Regions from separate parts of the Canis lupus genome. Here region 1 is linked to region 2. The links are chromatin contacts, called in public Hi-C maps. All regions are on one chromosome and are shown on one strand. The core of a region is the stretch at or near the end of the contact, and the rest is flanking DNA. Distances in the headings are between cores, read along the strand shown.

What was found. A called contact is a pair of places that touch in the nucleus more often than the background predicts.
Region 1: a Hi-C map of blood shows a contact between it and region 2, with 2.7 times the contacts expected there. The contact joins the promoter of LOC102153308 here to the promoter of ZSCAN25 in region 2. A contact is called at or near these places in 2 of 9 Hi-C or Micro-C datasets (both in blood).

Annotation. Positions count from the first base shown.
Region 1 is chr6:10,184,472-10,190,423 of UU_Cfam_GSD_1.0, forward strand. It overlaps LOC102153308 (zinc finger protein OZF), which reads right to left and starts at 2,726. Exons shown (of 5, transcript XM_038539409.1): 1 at 2,238-2,726; 2 at 480-650; 3 at 1-23. The coding sequence starts at 513. LOC111096212 (a long non-coding RNA gene) reads right to left here. Exons shown (of 3, transcript XR_005360575.1): 2 at 4,927-5,127; 3 at 2,898-3,233.
Region 2 is chr6:10,022,191-10,028,494 of UU_Cfam_GSD_1.0, forward strand. ZSCAN25 (zinc finger and SCAN domain-containing protein 25) reads right to left here and starts at 2,572. Exons shown (of 8, transcript XM_038539400.1): 1 at 2,474-2,572; 2 at 632-743.

The sequences.
Region 1 (5,952 bases), core at 1,476-3,975, 160 kb after region 2:
CTCTGTAGTAATGGCTGGAAGGACTAGGGGGATAAAAAGCCACAAAGGAAGTAAACTCTATTCAATAGACAAAAGCTATCATAAACCAGCTAAATTATATACACAAGCCCCACTCAACCTAACTCAGAAAGGTAGGATGAGGATAAAGATGATAAAGTGAAAACACACTGCCCAAAAAACTAAATTGTAGACCCACAATACATCAACCTTTTGGAATCATCTAACAAGGAGTAGAAAAGCATCACCTATCTTTTATCACAAAAGCAAGCAAGATGAAATAGTCTCTCTTCTTCAGCTATTTCTTTTTCTTTTTCTTTTTCTTTTATTCATGAGAGACACAGAGAGAGAGAGAGAGGCAGAGACACAGGCAGAGGGAGAAGCAGGCTCTATGCAGGGAGCCTGACATGGGACTCGATCCCGAGTCTCCAGGATCAGGCCCTGGGCTGAAGGCAGGCTGCAGCTATTTCTATAATGCTTACCTTCTTCCTCAGCTTCAATGGTCAGATAATCCATGATGAGCTTCTCTTTTTTGTCCTGTTACTGCTATGACTTCCTCTTTAGTCACGGTTTCAGATGAGAGATAAACACGGGTTTTTCAGCAATACATAATCTGCTTCTTTGTGTAAACCATTCAACTCTACTCTGAAGCTCTGGAGAGAGATTTTTGAGGTTAGGCTCGCCATCCTCTGGAAATGGTTCCTACTCCCTGGAGCATCTCTCTCTCTCTCCTCCTAGGAGGCTTACTCCTATGCATTTAAGTCCTAGGGCCTCAGAAGTAATTCCTCTTTGCTTGAAACCTTAATATTTAGGCTAAATTAGTCCCCACAGCTGAAGACCATTCTCTAGAGTACTGAGATCAGTCACTACATGCCATACCAGGACAAAACCAGAAAAGAAGCAGGGCAGTGAACTGTGAGCCTCACACCTAGTTCCAGCCTGTGCAGAAATTCCCAAGACCCTAAAGCACATAGCTGACCATAAGGTGGTCTATGATTATGGTAGCAGTAACTACAAGCAGGGCTCCGACAATTGGTTCATCCTTATGATTCATGAAGACAGGCAGCTGGTAGATGGGGCCCTTATACAGCAGCTGATTCCCCACCTGCTCTTTTTTAAAGACCCTGAAAATGTACACACCCAGGATTCTCTTCCATGGTCAGAGCGAGAACAAAAGACTTCAGTAATTAGTAACAACTGACAGACAAGATGGGTTCCCTTCTGTCAAGGGAGAAAAAGTAAACTTTTAATCAGGCTGACTGACCACGAGGCACAAAACCAGTCAGTACAGCCTCAGGTGACAAGCTGGCACAAAGTCCAACAAAATTTGCAAAAAAAAAAAAAAAAAAAAGACGCCTGCAGCACAAACTGTTGAATGGCTGCCACATCCTGAAACCGTTTTGTCACTCTGTACCTGAGCACCTGATATTCGTGGTTTGGGACTTGAGCCCGACTAGTCCTTGTAAAGGGCATGGAATTTGTGGTTAGTGCCTATTTAACTCTGAACCTAATCTTTCCTCTTTAGAGTGTACTATAGGTTTGCAGTCGAAGGTTGCATCTCCCAGGTTTGCAAACTGCCCGGGAACAAAGCTTTTCCCTGGCTCTGACCAAATCTTCGCATTCCAGGCGCGCGTGTGCGGTCAACCCTATGCATTGGCCCCAAAAAGAGAGAGAGAGAAAGTGAGTGAGTGTGTGTGTGTGTGTGTACTCAACCCTTTGTATTGGCCCCAAATACAGGCAGGCCCCAAAACTCTGATAAAGCAAAGCACAGAAGGGCAATGAGTAAGACACGGACCACATTTTTTTTGTGTGTCCCAGAAGTTAAGAACATTAAGGGACTTAGTAGACGGGCAGGTTGAAGGCCAAAACCCACGAAAGGTTCTCTAGCTCCCCGCACCCCGCACTCCGCACTCCCGCTCCCAGAATCCCCCGGTCGGCCACGCCTCCTTCAAGTTCCCGGACTCCATCTCCCAGCGGGCTTAGCGGCAAGCGTACTTCCGGGATGCCTAGTGTCTCAGCGCTGAACCCACAAACCCAGCTCGCCTCCCAGCGAGAGAGAAGAGGGAGCAGTTCGTAGAGCTCTGGAGAGTAGGCCCGGGTCGCGCAGACAGGGCCCAGCCCTCTTCCCGCCGGGGCCGGAACCTGAGAGCGTGGCCCGGGTTGCTGCGGGAGGCAGTGGAGCGGCACCCACGGATCGGCGGGGCGTGGAGACCCGCGCCTAGGGCCCAGCTTACGCTTACCTCTTTCTGGACACAGTGCGGACTCCGCTCCGGCCACAGGGCAGGTCCCCGCGGGGCTGCGCTCTGGGAGAGACGGGAGGGGCGGACGGAGTCCCTTTCCGGGCCCGCGGAGCTGCGGGGAAACAAAAGGCTCGAGCCCGAGGCTCCGTCTGGAGTCGCATCTGCGCACTTGGAGGCGACCGCGCCGGGTCGGGGGTCCCGGCGGAAGGACTTCACTTCCCAGAGGGCTCGAGGACATCGGTGCCGTCCTGGGTGGCGTCTCCCGAGCCAGGGGAGAAAAGTGCAGGGCTTCTGTATCATCCTTTAGATGGAGATAATATCCCATCTGATAGGTCTCCTTTCTGAATAAAATGAGAAACTGTCGTTTATAAGCTTCTGGAGCGGGTTAAGCGTCTGACGTCAGCTCAGGTCAGGATCTCAGGGTCCTGCTACTGAGCACCCCCATCGGGTTCCTGCTCAGCAGGAGTCCGCTTCCCCCTCTCTCTCAGTCCCTCCCCCTGCTCAGGCTCTGCCTCCCAAAAAAGCTTTTAACAAAATTAAAAGGTCCAAATATTATCAGTGTCTGATTAATTGGTGGTGGTGTGTGAGTCTGTTACACAGTCTTAGTGTTGCTCAATCCTACAATAAAGCCCCAAATCTGTAAACCGAGTACTGGTGATTTTATTGAAAGCATTCTGGCTGATAAAACCATAGGCAGAAAAAAAAAAAAAAAAAAAACACACACACACTATAGGCAGGGTTGAGAAGCTATTGTCCTAATTGATGAGATACAAAAGAAAAAACATATAGGAATGAGTTCAGGAGGAAAAGTTAGACGTGAGAAAGAGGCGAGGACAGAAATTGGCTTTGAAACAGCAAATTGTGCACACCCGGAGTTTATGAACATTGGTCCTGGAAGGTCCGCTGCTCCCCTTGAGCCAAAGAACAACTGGATGAGGATGAAAGATACTCTTCTGCTCTGCGTGGAAACACCTGGTCTATAGCTCCAGTTCTATTCTTAAAAATCGAGGAGAAACCAATTGTCATTCCAGTCCACATTACCAAAGTCACCTGAATAGTCTCTCCACATCTAATCTTGCTTCTCAATACATGCTATTTAAAAATTAAGTCTGTTGATGTCACTCTCCTCAGAACCCTTCAGTAACTTCCCTATACCCTGAAATAGACATAAACTCCTTAGCACAGTTTATAAAACCCTGCATCGGGGCATCTGGGTGGCTCAGTTGAACATCTGGATCTCAGTTCAGGTCTTGAACTCAGAGTCCTGAGTTCAAGCTCAGCATTGGGCTCTAGCCTGAATATGGAACCTACTTTTTTTTTTTTTTTATGATAGGCACACAGTGAGAGAGAGAGAGGCAGAGACACAGGCAGAGGGAGAAGCAGGCTCCATGCACCGGGAGCCTGACGTGGGATTCGATCCTGGCTCTCCAGGATCGCGCCCTGGGCCAAAGGCAGGCGCTAAACCGCTGCGCCACCCTGGGATCCCCTGGAACCTACTTTTTAAATTTGGTAAATTAAAATAATAAAGTAAAATATAAAGACCAGCTAAACTGAAATTCTTTTTTTAATTTTTAAATTTTTTTTATTTTTTTTAACTGTGAAATTCTAATAAGGGTGACTAAACACATCTTTCTGTCATGTGCTGGTCAGATAACATACAATACTACTATTGTTCATAAAGACTTACAAATGAGTGAAAGCACTTCTCAGCTTGAATCTGAAAATCAGGCAGGGAACACACGATTTACCAGCTACTCAGAAATAATCCAGGAATGGTCACAATATTATGAAAGGCAGACTTTACTGTTTTCCCTGATTCTAATTTGTTAGAATTAGGTTTTTTACATTTTTATTTCTCTGATATCCAGAAGTACCTTAAAATTTTTGTTGGCCAGGTGCCTCTAGTGCATAGTCATCACACCTGTGGCAGTACACAGGCACGCCAGAATGGGTATCAGAAGAAAATCCCAGAGACAATAATGGAGCATACTTAAGAGTTGCCAAATTACCAATACTATTGGTGGCAAGAAAAATAATACCAGATGAAAAATCATGGGTGCAAACAACATTGAGTGGAAAAATGATTCAGAAGAATGGGATTCTGAAGGTGAAGAACTTAGCAATGCTGTCATCATTTTACTTTCCTTTTTATCTGAGTACAAAAGTCATTATATCACTTAAGAATACATGATTAAAATTATATCTAAGCTCCCCCTCCCCGCCCCCGCGCGCGCGCTGGCCGTGCCGGGTCCAAAAAAAAAAAAAAAAGAAAAAAAATTATATCTAAGTAAGTCAAAAAGGAACCTATTAGTAATATGAAATAAGTAAAGTGAGGGCAGCCCCGGTGGTGCAGTGGTTTGGCCGCCTCTAGCCTGGGGTGTGATCCTGGAGACCCGCGATCTGGTCCCACGTCGGGCTCCCTGCATGGAGCCTGCTTCTCCCTCTGCCTGTGTCTCTGCCTCTCTCTCTCTCTCTCTCTCTCTCTCTCTCTCTGTGACTATCATAAATAAATTAAAAAAAAATAAAAAGTATTATAACTTCGGCAGTGTTTCTTTATTGGTTAACACAGAAAATAATGCTGCATCATTTAACTTCATGGCACCTTAGAATGGGTGGAACGCTTCAAGTTGTTTACTACTATTTTGTGAGCTGTAAAATGAAAAATTCTGAAATAAGTCATCTCAAATACCTCTTCTTGTTCTGTGGTTTGGTGCTCCTTTGTGTTAAAGCCTGGATTTCAGGGCTGGTGGTGGGCATTGTCAAGCAATCTAAATCAAGGATGCCTGGGTAGCCCAGTTGGTTAAGCATCCAACTCTTGGTCTCAGCTGGGGTCTTGATCTCAGGGTCATGAGTTCAATCCCTGCATTGGGATCTATGCTGGACAGGGAACCTACATAGAAACAACAAGAGACTTGGATCCATTATTTAAGATCATTATTATTCCACTTGCTGCTCAAGAAAAAGATATAATTTTGAATCTTCAGATCCCAACTGACTTGACTAAGACTGTACTATGCAAACGGAATAAATGAAGTAAGCATCTGAAAAACAAACTTAGAGGCAACAAGGGCCCAGAGCACAGGAAAGAATGTTCCGAGCCCTCAGGGATGCCTTTCTTCTTCCTTTCCAGCTGGGGTTATTAGGCTACATTTGTCTCTTTCCCCAGGAATTTCTTTTACACTCAAACACTATGCTTTTCTGGAAAAGAGTTTGTTTGCCTCCATCCTTGAAATTCAAAATTAGCTCCAATAAACCCACTAGTGGCTCCTACAGGAGCCAGAAATCCTAAACCAAAAATAATAATAATAATAAAATAAATTAAATTAAAATAAATAAATCCTAAACCAGGGCACTTGATATGAGAGTGTTTGAGCTTTCTTGAGCTCAGATTGCTCCAGGTGCAGAGCTCCCTTCAAATTCTCAGAGGAACCAGGGGCACCGGAGTGGCTCAGTCAGTTAGGTATCTGACTCTAGATTTTGGCTCAGATCATGATCTCAGGGTCATGGGATCAGCTGCATCAGGATTCTCCCCCAGCTCCTGCTCATTCTCTCTTTCAAATAAATAAATAAAATATTAAACAAAAACAATCAATATCATGAAACACAAAGGCAGGCTGAGAAATGTACCATGTCAAAGGAAACTAAAAACACATGAAAATTAATTGTGATGCATAATCTTAGATTGGAAGCTGAATTAGAAAAAAATTTATAAAAT
Region 2 (6,304 bases), core at 1,322-3,821:
AGGATCTCATTAGGAAGATAAAACTAAAATCAGAGAATATAAAACACATTATAATTAGATCAGTCACCTGGGCCTACTCTTCCAAAAGTGTAATACACTTTAAGTACACATATGTCAGACCTGCAAAAACTAGAAATATAATACAGAACAAGACAAACAAGGCACTTGCACTTTGAAACTCATATACTAGTGCAGTAGACAGAAATAATTAATTAATTAAAATTATAAATAGAGTTAAATTCTAGAAAGGAAATATGCAGGGTGCTCTGTTAATGGAGGATGAACTTGAAGAAGGATTTTCTAAAAAGATGACATGTAGTCTGAGACCGAAAGGATGAAAATGAGTCAGTCATTCAAGATTTTTTTCCAGACACAAGGATTGAGGCCAGAAATTACTGTGTATATCTGAGAACAAGCCAAAGTACAGTATGGCTTTTACAGAGTTAAATGAGGGACACAGCTGCACAATAGGTGGCAGAGGCAGGCAGCACCAGATTATCCAGGAACTGGGACACACTAAAATTATGGCTTAATCTTATTTAGTGGGGAGTTATGTTTTACAAAGGTCATTTTGCCTGTTATGTGTCCAAAGAGAATAGGTCACAGGGGCAAGAAGGGAAGCAGCACTTACAGTGGTCCAAGCAGGAGAGGCTCAGGATGGTGGCAAAGATGCAGAGTCAAGATAAATTTTGGAGATAAAACCAACAGACTTGCCAGTGGCTTGGATGTGACCGTGTGCTCAGCTTAGAGGAAACAATAGAGTAACAAATAATCATTATAATTGATCAAAAGATTTTTAACTTGTGGGGGAGGTGGGTGGCTCCATCAGTTAAGCACCAACTCTTGATTTCACCTCAAGTCATGACCTCAGGGTCCTGGGATTGAACTCTGCACCCTGTTCCGCACTCAGCAGGGAGTCTGCCTCAGGATTCTCTCTCCCTCTGCCCCTTCCCTTCCTGTGCACACTCTCTTGCTGTCTCAAAAAAAAAATTTTTTTAATTTTTAAAGATTTTTAACTTGTATAGGTTTTACCAGTTAGAAAACCTGTGAACACACTCTCGCTTAAGACTTAATAACCATTCTGTATAGGGAATATTACTCCTCCTACTTTTCTGTTTTTTTTTTTTTTTTTTTTTTTTTTAAGATTTTCTGTATTTATTCATGAGAGACAAAGAGGCAGAGACATAGGCAGAGGGAGAAGCAGGATCTATGCAGGAAGCCAGATGTGGGACTCGATCCCCAGACTCTGGGATCATGCCCTGAGTGAAAGGCAGATGTTCAACCGCTGAGCCACCCAGGCGTCCCTCCTCCTACTTTTCAAATGAAGAAACTGAAGATATCAGAGGTTAGATGGCTGGCCAAGGTTCACCTCCCAAAGGATAGGGCACAGAAAAGCCACCCGGGGGAAGCCAAAATGAGAGAAAGGTTAATGTCGGTTCGAGTACTCATGAAAAAGAAGAGGCTTATACTAGACTGGAGGATGAGTACTATTTAATTTCATGATGGGCTCAAGTTGGAGTGGGGGGGGGGGGGTACCCAAGCTGGGAAGACAGACCTAGGAGTCCAAAGTGGGGAAGAGGCCCGGTTTTTAGAGGAGGGAAAGTTCACTCTTAACACCACAGAGTTAAAGCAACTGGCAGGAGGTACTTTAAAAGCTTCTACTTAATATTCTCTCAGGTGTTTGTGTTCTTCTACATCCTTCTTAAACCTATTTTATATTTTCAGTCAACTCGTTTTCTCTACTGCATCAATTGAGCTTTCTCTTTCCTGACTTTTCAGCTACTGTATTTATTCACTCCCCTGTTGAATTTATCGCATCACAGCGCAAATGTTTACCAATGTGTCTCCGACTACCAGATTCCCTGAGGGCGAGAAAGGTCCTCCTCATTCATCTTTCTTCCCTGGCACTTCGCGAAGAGAAGGCTTAAAGAGAAGCCAGGGCAGCCCAGGTGGCTCCGCGGTTTAGCGCCGCCTTCAGTCCAGGGCGTGATCCTGGAGACCCAGGATCGAGTCCCACGTCGGGCTCCCTGCATGGAGCCTGCTTCTCCCTCTGCCTGTGTCTCTGCCTCTCTCTCTGTTTCTTATAATAAATAAATAAAATCTTTAAAAGAGAGAGAGAGAGAGAGAAGCCATTCTTTACGTAAGCATCCCACGTCTCGCTCTAAAATGACTACTTTCAATTTTCTGAGAGATCCGCGGTTGGCTCCGGGACCCGAGTTCGTGGCCACCCGCGGCGCTGAGGTAATCCGGGCCAGACCAGACCAACCTCGCCCCCACCTGAGCCCCCGCGTCCCGCCCCGCCAGGCCTCCGAGCCGCGAGAGGCAGCTCCGGGGAGACGCGCCGCCCCCTGCGTCAGCCCCGCCGCCGCCACCGCCACCGCCACCGCGGCCCGCAGCTGCCCCGAAGCCCGGCCGAGCCGCCCCGTCCGCCTCTGCCCCACCGCCCAAGTCGCCCCCCCAACCCGCCTCTCACCGCGGTCCCTCAGCCTCGCCAGCCCGGCCCAAGCCCTCACCGGACCGGAAGTGGGCCACGGACGCTGTCAGACAGGTGCGGGAGGAAAGAGCCCCTTCCGCTTCCTCTCTAGGACTCTCGGAGGCCGGTGCGTCTCTATGATCACTGGGCTACTGGCGCCGTCCCGGAGCTCAGCCGCGAGTCCGCAGCCCCGGTTCCTGGGGAGTCTCGCGGTCGTCAGGCCCTTGGGCACCTCAGTGCCTTTGCATCTGCTTTCCCACCGTGAGAAGGATGCTGCAGACATACTACCAGACACGAAGCCTCCCTCCAGGAACTTTAGAGTCCAATGGGTGTACACGTGCTTACTCCGCGCTTCTTGTACGTTGTGTGAGGCGCCAGAGCCGAGAGTGACGGAGGGAAGCACCGAATACTGTAGGCTCGCATATGAGGGACCTCCACCCGAGTAGTTGGAGAAGGGAGTCAGGAAAGGCTGGCTCCTCAGCTTAGATTTGAAGGATGGACCAAAAAGTGAGGTGAGTGTCCCCAGCAAATGTGGAGGGATTGACGGCGTTGCGACACCACCCTGGCCACTGGAGCAGACGATTAAACAAGGCATTTCGGATGATAATCTAAAGGCAGTGGGAAGCCTGGAAAGGTTTAAAAGCGAGAAGGGACAAATTTTGGAAGGAAGCTGCTGAGAACTCTTTGAGAAAGACTGAGCAAGGAGGGAGAGGGGTGGAGACATGAGACGACTGTCGGTAAACGAGCCTTAAGAAAGGCAGTCCAGGAGAGAGAGGATGAGACAGACCTGGGGCGGTCGGTGAGACCGGAGATTGCAAGGAGCGATAGGAAACTTATGGGATAACAAGGTTTGAGGATTGATTGGATCTGGAGAATGAGAGAGAAGATGGAATAATTTAGTAAATGTCAAAGGCCATATCAATAAGAATGGACATTTAAAAAGCAGACAACTGATTGGTCATCTGGAAAGAGACAATGCCCTGTCCATACCTTATACTGCATCCAGAACCAAGTCCAGCTGGGCTCACAGGATCTTAGATTCTTTTATGTTACAAATTACGTGATCAATCCACCTTGGAAATAGTGTCAGATAGCCTCAGTCCATTAACATACACTCACACCTGAGGGGTATGAAACAACCTTGTCATCCAAGGCCAAATGAAAATGCCTGATTGGTTCAGTTTGTCTGGGAAAACTGAGCTATTCATAGTGCTATCAAAAAAAACTTTCTTCAAGGGTTCCTGGTGGCTCAGTCAGTTAAGCTTTGGGGAGGGTAAGGTGCTCCTCTGAATTGGGAAGAAAAGAATCACAGATGCATGATCAAAGGTTGGGGCTCAGCAAACTTTTTCTATGAAAGGCCAGAAAGTAACTATCCCAGGTTTTGCTGGACATATTTTCACATATTCTTCATTTTTACCATCATTTTTACAGGATTAAAACCCTATTTAGCTCACAGCTAGCACAGGATTTGACACAAGGGCTGTAGTTTGCTGAAGTCAATGGTTTTAAAATGATTCTACAGGGCAGCCCGGATACCTCAGTGGTTTAGCACTGCCTTCAGCCCAGGGCCTGATCCTGGACACCTGGGATCGAGTCTCACGTCAGGCTCCCTCCATGGAGCCTGCTTCTTCCCTCTGCCTGTGTCTCTGCCTCTCTCTCTTTGTGTGTCTCTCATGAATAAATAAAATCTTAAAAATAAATAAATAAAATAAAATTATTTTTTTTATTTATATACAGAGGTGTATAAGGAGTTCAATCTTGGCCTCTTTCTCCAGTGATGTTACCTACTGAGAACACATGGGGCAATGATGGGCTCAAATAATGGAGTACAAACCAAAATATCTATTGTGAAGAATGATGTAAGAAAAAAATCTTAAGGTTGAATGGAAAGATTAGAAAGCAACACTGAACACCCAAGTGAGATTGAAAACAAAACAACTGGGTTGCCTGGGTGGCTCAATCAGTTAAGCATCTGCCTTTGGCTCAGATCATTATCTCAGGACCTGGGATGGAGCCCCACATCAGGCTCAGCGGGGAGTCTGCTTCTTCCTCTCCCTTTGCCCCTACCCCTGCTGTACTCTCTCTCTCTAATAAATAAATCTTTTTTAAAAAAAATAAATGATAGACTCAATCCACACAATTGTTTGTACAATCTGGGGCAAATCTGCTTAAGGCAAACAGGTGGATTAACCTAATGTCAGGATTTGACATATAAGAGAATGCCAAGGCAGAAGGAATGAAGACTCTAGTGGGAGGAGTTTGTATTGAGTGACTAGGAGTCCAAGCCGAGCAGAGATGAGGGCTGGAAACCAACAAGAACAAGGAGAAGCTGAGGAATCAGAGGTTGGGAGAGGCCATGAAGCAGGTTTCAGGAACTTTTCCAGAAATGTTATAGGCAAACTAAGCATAAAATGCATATCCTGTTTGCTTTCCATAAACAGAATCATGCTAGATTCTGTTCTGCACTTTGCTTTTTTTTTTTAATATTTTATTTATTTATTTGAGAGAGAGAGCATAAGCAGGGGGAGTGGCAGAGGGAAAGGGAGAGGCAAGTTCCCTGCTGAGCAGGGATCCCAATCCAGGGCTCGATGCAGGGCTCAATCCCAGGACCCCAGGATCATGACCTGCACTGAAGGCAGACACTTAATACACTGAGCCACCAAGGTACTCCCCTTTTCCAAATGTCTTGCAAATATTTTCCTATTTGTCTTTTTTTTTTTTTTAAGATTTATTGACTTATTTTAGAGAGAGAGAATCCTCAAGCAGACTCCACATTGAGCACAGAGTCCGAGCGGGGCTCCATCCCAGGACCCTGAGATCATGACCTGAGCTGAAACCAAGAAGCAGACACTTAACCAACTACACCACTCAGGCACCTCTCATTTGTCTTTCTTAATGAACTTCATGCATAGCAAAAGATTGTATGTTTTATGTATTCAAATTCATTCACCCTTTTTTTTTTAAAGATTTGAGAGAGAGAAAGAGCATGTACAGACAAGCAGGGGGTGGCGTGGGAGGGGAAAGGGCAGAGGGAGAAGCAGACTCCCTGGTGAGCAGGGAGCTGGACACAGACCTCCATCCACACAGACCTCCATCCCAGGACCCTGATAACATGACTTAAGCAGAAGGCAGATGCCTAACCGACTGAGCCCTTCATTCAATCTTTTTAGAAAAATCTCTGTGCCTTCCATATTCCCAGTGGCTATCAAGTTTTCCTCAACGCCATTTGTTGATGGCTCTATTTTTTCCTGTATAAAGGTGGCTCTGTGTTTGGACTCCTGTAATCTATCTGGATCCTATGTTAGAACTTGCCAAATTGTTTTATACTTCTTGTTTGTATTTGAAAGAGCTCTTCTACATCACTGTCCCTTCTTTCCCATGATTTAAAGAAAAGATTTTTGGAGAAAAATTAAAAACAGTAGTCTGAAAACTACAAAGCATATCAGACAAATTCCAACCTCATGCTTCTAGCCCCGAAAGATCAGAATATAGCCAAAGGATTGCTGGGGAAATGGCATTGTCAAAAAGAAGACAGATTTCAGGGATACTAAATAAAGGAGGGCATTTTTTCCTAGCAAGGAACAGGGTACCAAATGAGTGGAGATCATTCTAAGGGCCTGAGAGAAAAGAAGGGGAAAAGGGAGAAAGGAAGGGAGAAAGAGACAGAGGGGCAGAGGGAGAGAAGAAGAAAATTATCTAACAAAAGAAAATTATCTCTCTGGTTCTTTGATAAGAAAAGTGGATAGAATTGTATCTGGTATATCTATATTTTACTTATATTACCCTTACTTAACCTTTAAGATTTAATATGAGTTTTTGAATAGGTAAAAC